3 separate regions of the Mus musculus genome follow, and all the other regions are linked to region 1. A link is a contact called in public promoter capture Hi-C data. All regions are on one chromosome and are shown on one strand. Each heading gives the region's core, a stretch centred on a gene start, on an enhancer-like site or on the middle of the called end of the contact. The rest is flanking DNA. Distances are from core to core; before and after follow the strand shown.

Region 1 (2,701 bases), core at 63-2,562:
CTAGGAAATGAACGTGACCTTTAATGGATAATTTGGTTCCCATATGGAAAAGGCAGAGAAGGCAAAACAAGAATGGTGAATGTTGGCCCAAAGTAAAAGTTCTAAGTCGGGTGGGAAAGGGAGACAGATTTCATCTAGAAAGGTGGAAAGGTTGAAAGTCAACCACAGAGCACAAAGCAAGGAGAGAAAATAGTGTTCTATTTAAAAATGATCCACTGCAGAGAAGATGGAACTGGAACGGAGCAGGGATTTTGGAGTTCAAAACTCCTTGACTCTACTAATTATTGCAGTTCGCAGTTCGTTTAAAGCTCGGTGGGCTTAGCATCCTAAAGGAGAACTGGCAGTGGGGAAATCACTCTCAGGGATGGCAGGGATGTGGAGACCCTCCTAAACTCAACAAGCGGCCTCAGGTTAGGCCGGATCGGGGAAAGCTGGGGTATCTTGAATTGCTCCAGACTGTCCGGCGCTGACTGACCCGCGGGCGACCGCAGATTCCACGTGGGAATCCGGGAGAAGGGAACGCATCCTCCACAGCCACCAGGGCGCTCGTGCCACCGAGCCCCCAAAGGACCGCGGAGCAGGGGAGAGCAAGGGGGTCAGTGGGGCTCGCGGGCGCGGCCACTCACCGATGCCGAGCCCCACGACCAGGCGGCCGGCCAGCAGCGTCTCCTTGTTGGCGGCGGCGGCCAGCACGGCGGAGCCCACGGTGCACAGGGCGCTGGCCAGCAGGATGGCGCTGCGCCGACCGAGGGCGCCGTTCAGGGCCCCTCCGGCCAGCGCCGCGACGGCGGCCGCGCCCACCGCGCCCGACACCAGCAGCTCCTGCCACATCGCGCCCAGGCGCATCTGGCGCCGCAGCAGCAGCATGGCCCCCGACACCACGCCGGTGTCGTAGCCGAACAGGAAGCCGCCGAGCGCCGAGAAGGCGGCGGCCGCGTACACGAAGGCCGGGGTCTCGTCGCGCTGGAACTGCCTGCGCGCCGCGCGCTCCAGCTCCGCGCCCTGCAGGCTGGCGGCCGACTCGGCGGCCAGGAGGCTGCGCTCCCCGCCTGGCGCCCCCGGCTCCGGCTGCCGGCGGCGCCTCTCGCCCATCAGGCTGCTCAGGCTGCGCAGCGTGTACTCCACGTCCTCGCTCGCCTTGCGGGACATGGGACAGGCGGACGCCGCCGAGGCGGCTGCGGGGAAGTTGCGTGTGGGGCGCCGCGCACTCTCTGCCAGCTGCTGAGCCGCTGCTCTTCTGCCACCCGAGCCACCCGCCTCGCAGCCTCTGCTAAGCTGGCGCTACGGAGCGGCCGGGGGCGGGGTCGTGCGTCACTTGCCCGCTTGGAGGGGAGGGGCGAATGGGACCCACCTCCCCCTGGTGGGCGGAGACAGAGAAGAACTCCTCCCCCTGGACGCTGCCACCTCCCTCTGTGGGCGGGGTTAAGCGGAGGTCCCCTGGAGACAAGAGCTCTTTGGAGTCAGGGTACCAGGACACAGGGAAGCTTGCCTTCTGGCTGCAGATGAGCTGCTTGCTATCCAGAGCACTCAAGCTCACAGCAGGCTAAGGATCAGGTGAAAGACTCCTTCTGCCCTCCTGCTTGCAATCCGAGGTGGCTGAGACTGCCTGACACTCACCTACTTCTGTCCTTTTGCAGTGAGTGTCCGTGTCCCTTGGCTCTCATGCAATTAGTTTGTTTTGGAGCAATTTGGGACCATGGTCACTGGTGTCTCTAGTTTCCTTTCTCCCTGCTACTCCGTCTTTAAATTCCGCCCTTCTAAAATGCATTTGCATCTTGACTTTCTGAGGGGAGAAAGAGAGACAGAGACAGAGACAGAGACAGACAGACAGAGAGACAAGAGACAGACAGACAGACAGACAGCAACTCTTCTCTCACGAGAAGGCTTCCTGTGGATTCCCAGAGGTAAAGCAACTTTAGCTGTGCGTATATACATCACCTTCTCACATAACTAGCTGATTCCAAGTGGAACAAGGAAACTCAAGAATGTGATCTGTTGTGTGATTGGCAATTACCACCTTTCTTGCCCAGCATGCGAGCCTAAAAAGATACCTTCTCCCTGACAATTCCTGCTGCTGCCCCATTGATTTGAAGAAGCGATTTTAGATGCCCCATTTGCCTGAAACAAAGTAATTTCAAATGGTTTGAGGATGGTTGTTTTAATTGCTAATTGCCAGTTGTTGGCTGGTTTGGAAACCTCCCGTTGATTTAAATATTCTGTAAATTATTTTATGTTGTTTCATTTCCGGAGATAGAGACTAATCAAGTGTCTTTCTGCTGCAGTCTCATTCTTCAGGCGTAGGACACCAGATTTAAATGAAAAAGAAATTTAAAACCCATGGTTTCCGTGAACAATTCCTGTCTTCATTTACTTCCCTTATTTGAACAAATGTTTCTTAGCACGAACCCTATTCATGCAGTTTAAGCTTGTTTCCTTCAGAGAAATTGTTTCTGTCATCCTATTACACTATGAAGTTATTAGACTTTCCCAACGTCCCTTTCACCTTGATTTTTAGTCACCAAAATATCTCACTTTCCAACCACATTTCTCCAAATGTGGGGGGGGGGCGGTTATCTCAGAGGAATAACTTTAAATGTATCGTGTAACTTTAAAGCAAGGTTTTGCCGTCTTCCCAAGGAGAAATTAAACACAGACTTATCTCTCAAATAATGAAACAATAACTTAGACTTCAGAAGATTCA
Region 2 (2,701 bases), core at 110-2,609, 2.0 Mb before region 1:
GCTCTATCTCTGTCTCTGGAGTCTCCTGACATTTCTCATTGCAGAGGTGTCTGGGTCACACCTCTCTCCCTACCTTCTGTACTAGATTTACAAGTTCAGCATATATACATTTTCTATATACATATTTTTACTTGTAAAAACACAAGCAACAAACATCAACAGAGTGCCCAAGTCACATGGAAATCTGATATTTCGCAAAAACAGGCAGACATTAACTGTACAATCTATGATGCCTGACCCATTCATGACCACTTTCCTTCTCTGTCCCATTGCTGCCATCAGCATCACAGTCCCTTCACCTTGGTAATTCCTCAAAACTTTTATTTATTTATTTTTATTTTGCGGGTGTCCTTTTTAAACCTCTAGTGGCTTTCAGCCTTCCTAATGCTGCAACTAGTGGCTCATGTGGTGGTGACTCCCTCAACCATAATATTATTCCAGTTGCTACTTCATAACTGTAGTGATGAAAATATCTGTATTTTTCTGATGGTTTTAGGTGTGCCCTGTAAAGAGTGGATCATTAGACTCCCAAAAGGGTCACACAAGTTGAGAACTACTGCTCTGTAATTTTACCCAATTCCTAAATGTAGATGATACAAACAATACCATGTCAAGACTTTGTCCTGCACTGCCTAAACTCAGATATTTAACTGCTCATCAGTTTTGTAAACAGGAGACTAGGGCATATAGGAACGTTACACGTTAAACATAAACAGTAAACTAGTTCTATGCACACTTCTCATATTTCCACAAGTATAAGACGTGACTACTATCCAGTGTCAACACCAGTGCGTAACATCATCTCTAGCCCGGTCCACTCGTTTCATATTCAAATCCGATTCGACAAACACTGCTTCGAATGTACGAATGTACAATAATCCAGATTCTTCGCCAGCTGGACGCACGGCATTCACACTACAGCCTGACTGGGAGTGGTCCGTTCGAAAGCCAAACCCCGACTATCGACTCACAATGGAAGCCCTCAGTGACTGTCAGTGTCTTCGCGATTTACGAGGGCTTTCTTTCGTGGGACAAACGTTTTTTAGGCGCCCACCAGGCCTAACCCCTCATCTCCTTATAAAGGACCCGCGATCTGCGGTCGGCTCTCGGCTGGGTCTCCGCCTTCCCTCCGCCCCACCTCTCGGGCGGGTTCCCCAGGCACTTTCGGCTTCGCGGAGGCTTAGAGGGACCCGGAACACCGCAGATGCGCTCGCCCACCACAGCCCCTGGGCCGCCAAGGCAGCCAGCCGCCTTACCCGTTTACAGATGACTGCAGTCCCGCAGCAGCTCGGCCGCGTCTCTGCCGCTGCTACGCGACCGCACCAGGACCCCGAGCTGGGCTGTCCGGCAATGGCCCGAAGGACCTCAGCGAGGCGCGGGCTGGCTAGCGCAGTGCCTGTCTGTCTGGCACCTTCCAGGATGCGCATCTGTTCTACTGACCCGGGGATGACAGAGCGGATGCTCTGGCATACTGGTCTGCGGTGGGAGTGGGAACCGCAGGTTGGAGAGGCATATGGCCAGCAACAGGTTGCTGCAGTATGTGATGCCTTGTTTCTCGACACACCCCCCCTTAATTTATTTATTCACTTTCCATACCGGTAGCTGCCTCTCCCACCCGACTCCCCCTCACACAGTCCCTTCCCCCATCTCTTCCTTTTCTCAGAGAGTAGAGCCCCTGCACCCCTTCCCCGACCTTGGGTGTTCTCTCACCTTGGCACACTAAGTCTCTGCAGGGCTAGGTGCATCCTTTCCCACTGAGGCCAGATAAGGCAGCCCACCCAGCTAGAGGAATTCCACAGACGGGCAACAGCTTTAGGGGTAGCCCCCTCCCCACTCCAGTTGCTGGGGGACCCACATGAAGACTGAGCTTCACACCTACTGTGTGTGTGTGTGTGTGTGTGTGTGTGTTGTGTGTCCAACCGTGTATGCCCTTTGGTTGGCGGTTCAGTTTCTGAGAACCCTCAAGGGTCCAGGTTATTTGACTCTGTCAGTCTTCCTGTGGAGTTCATATACCCCCCCCCCCCGGGGGGGGGCCCTCAATCATTCCCCCAGCTCTTCCATAAGAGCCCCTGAGCTCTGACTTTCTTAATCTCTCTCTATATATGGAGGGGCAACTAGGGAAAAGCCCCCCTCCCCCCAGCCCTTGGGCTGGAGTAGTTTAGGGTAGGGGCAGGGGATGCTAGCCCTACCCTCTAACAGGTAGAGACTGGGCATGCTGGGAGAACCCAGGTCTGCATTGATATGTTAAATAGGCGCCTCAGTTAGCCAATTGCTTGAGACCTAATAGCAAAGATCAAAAATTATTTCACAATAAAAACTGTAATGTATCCGTGGTGTCTCTTGGGAGCCTTCGCTTTATGGACTCTTGGGGATTTACCTCAGCTTTACAACATGCTCCTGCTGCAGTGCCATAGAGAGTCTAGAACACTGCCTGAAATATTCTAGGTTCAAAGCTATTGTGCTCAGTGATGGATGAGTTCCAACACTGTGTGTGTGTGTGTGTGTGTGTGTGTGTGTGTGTGTGTGTTGGAGGTGGGAGTTCCTCACCTCAGGCTTCATGGATGTTGTTGTTGTTATTATTATTATTATTGTATATTCTCCTACCAGCATTTCAAACAGTATTTATCTAATTAGTATATCTTTGGATTATATCATGTTAAAATACTTGGTTTTTAGAAATTGGTGTTTTGAGTTGTTGAGT
Region 3 (2,701 bases), core at 112-2,611, 1.7 Mb before region 1:
TAGCAGCAGCACTTTGATTTTTTTTTTTTTTTACATCCTTTGCATCACACACACACACACACACACACACACTCACACACGCGGTTTAAATGGCTTTGGTTGTGTTTATACATTTAAAAAAAAAAGACGCTTCTATCACACTGACAGCAACAACAATGTATCATTCTGCTTCAAGAGTCCCTGGTTCTGATAAGCTCAGACAACCCCCCCTGCCCCCCCCCCCCCCCCCGCCCTGCTTCTGTTGCCATCAGCAGAGCATTTGGAAACCTTGGAGACAGTCAATGTAAACAACCCAAAGACACAGCTAAACCAGACCCATTCCCATCCCACCAGACTCTCCCTTCCTTTGTCTAGCTCTTAGGGTCGATGGTGAAACCATAACTCTTCTTTCATCTTCTGCACTTCTCTCCTGAGCCTGACGTTGCGGTTGCGCTTACCTGTTGCCCTGGCTACCCAGAAGGTAGAAACCCTTGCCTGGAGACCAAAATGACTCGAGAAAACAAAGTGAATGAGACAAGACCCCCCCACGCACGGAGCCAGTGCATCTCCTAAAGCGATCAAGTGACCCTGGGGTCATCTGATTACATCTCTTCCCCCTGATATTTGCTTCCAAGGTTCTGGACGCAACTGGAAAGGATTTAAAATCTCTTTTCCATTTTTTTGACAAGTGTCCTGAGTGCCTGGTGTCAATAGTCCCTACCCTTTCGCCACGGTAGCCAAGAAGCGCTAGAAAATTACATATGCATTATAAAAGGCATTGGAAGCTTTGAAGAGCTCGACAGGTTGCATCTGAAAGTTAGAGCTGAGGGATCCTTCCTGCGTTTGGGGCTTGACGACACAGCCTTCCCTCTAGAACTAGGTTCCTTGAGGCCAAGCGCAGATTCTCCTGCCAGGCTGGGTGATTCTGCTACACCCTGCAGGACAAGCTAGAGCACCGAGTCCCTGGGACGCCAGAGCAGCAGGTGGGAGAGCGCGAGAGCAGCCTGGGAGCAGAGACCTAGCAGGTGCAGGCAACAAATCCAGCGAGCAAGTCCCCCGAGGCCCGGCAAGATAAGCTCCAGCCAGGAAGTCAGCCCCGAAAATGCCCCTTGTCCCGGGAAGCGCAAGCGGATCCCCTTACCTGTGCCACCTCCTCCCTGGCCGCTCCTATCGGCTGGAAAGATGCCCGAACACTTGTCCCACTCCACCTGACCCGCGAAGCACAGCTCGGTGATGATGTGCAGCGCCTTCTGGCACAGGCTGCTCACACCGTCCTCCTTGCGGAAACTCATCTTGGCTTCTGCTCGCAGCTCCGTTGATCTCCCTTGGTCTGAGGCAGAGCCCTAAGAGTTGCGAGTTGGCCCCATGGTTGGCACGGGCGCAGGAGGGCGGCGCGCGCCAACGGACGCTGCTGCCAGGTCTGCGCTTCTCCTCGGAGCGCTCGGAGGCGCGCGCGGAGCCCAGCCGGCGGGGAGCGAGGGGCGGCGGCGCGCAGAACGGCGCCTCCCGGGTGCTGGGCGGCGCGGCCAATGGCAGGCTGGCGCGGGCAGCGGGGGCAGAGGCGACAGTGCCCTCCATACACCTTTCTGAGCCCCCGTCACACTCTTTTCATTTCTCCCTTTCAATCCAACTTTGCTACTCCCTGGTCCCTCCCCGATTCTTTATCTTTTAAAAAAAGAAAGAAAGGAAAAGCTATTCCCCGTTCCAGACCTGCGGATCTTTATTTTTATTTTTAAATAAAAGTAATCAGAAGACAGGTCATGCGAGGTAGAGTGACACCTGTTTACAATTTGTTTTTAAACGACTTGGAACAATGATAGTTTGGGGATAGAGAACGTTCTAGGTAAGAACACTGTTATCACCAGCAGTGAGGTTCATCAGAAGTTGGGTTTACCCGGCACTGTGAACAGGAAAATTTGAATTCACTGTCATCTACAGAACGAAATATGCCATCCATCAGGGTTTTATTTATTGAAATCATAACTCGTGACTGAGAGACGCCACTTGATTCTAGTTTCTTCTCTGCTGGCGGCTTAAACAGTGCGAAGACAAGATTTCTGTGTCAAACGAGTGTGGGGGATTAGGTTCAGTGCAATCAGCTACAGGCGCACTCTTAATTGTAAAGACATTGTTTTGAAGTCTTTTTCACAGCCTGTTAGAACAAAGGGCTTTAATGGGGGGCATCAATCCCCCGACCCCCGTCTAAATTTCTCTAATTCAAGTTGGTGTAAATCAGCAATGAAGCTGAAGATACAAAATAAAATTAGAAAGCAGTTACCCCAGGCTATGATAAAGCTACCACAGGCTATGATAAAAGCAACTACTCAGTTTAAAAACCCTTTCCACACCAGCCCGTGAATCAGATAGTTCTTCACTCTCTGTTTTCCAATTCCAAGTCGCCAGTCTTATCCTCAGCTTTGTAGAAGACCATTTGCTGCTGCCACAAAGTTCTCTCAGCCCCCATTTCCCACAGGATAATGCAGAACTTCTCCTCACTGAATCCCTTTATCTCAGTCTCTAACCCCTGGAGGTACTCCCTGTAAACCCTCTGGCCATACCTGCCTGAGTAGCCAATGCAATCTTCACTTTCCTTCCTGCCTTCCAATCATCCCCAGACCTGTAGCTGACCACCTGCCTGGGGCCCCTCCTAGATCTCTGCCTCTATTTACAGGGAACCACTTTGCTCCTGCCAGGAGAACAGGCAGGCTACCCTCCCTCCAGT

The links. Promoter capture Hi-C pulls out the DNA fragments that hold promoters and counts their contacts.
Region 2: a promoter capture Hi-C map of pre-B cells shows a contact between it and region 1, with 3 times the contacts expected there. The contact joins the promoter of Rabl2 here to the promoter of Slc2a13 in region 1. A contact is called at or near these places in 4 of 39 promoter capture datasets (the 3T3-L1 cell line, hippocampal neurons, liver and 1 more) and 1 of 115 datasets of contacts at active chromatin or transcription factors (astrocytes).
Region 3: a promoter capture Hi-C map of hippocampal neurons shows a contact between it and region 1, with 3 times the contacts expected there. The contact joins the promoter of Syt10 here to the promoter of Slc2a13 in region 1. A contact is called at or near these places in 2 of 39 promoter capture datasets (hippocampal neurons and liver).

The regions. Positions count from the first base shown.
Region 1 is chr15:91,571,949-91,574,649 of GRCm38.p6, forward strand. Slc2a13 (solute carrier family 2 (facilitated glucose transporter), member 13) reads right to left here and starts at 1,313. Exons shown (of 10, transcript NM_001033633.3): 1 at 627-1,313. The coding sequence starts at 1,149.
Region 2 is chr15:89,590,564-89,593,264 of GRCm38.p6, forward strand. Rabl2 (RAB, member RAS oncogene family-like 2) reads right to left here and starts at 1,360. Exons shown (of 9, transcript NM_026817.3): 1 at 1,257-1,360.
Region 3 is chr15:89,840,499-89,843,199 of GRCm38.p6, forward strand. Syt10 (synaptotagmin X) reads right to left here and starts at 1,362. Exons shown (of 7, transcript NM_018803.2): 1 at 1,121-1,362. The coding sequence starts at 1,271.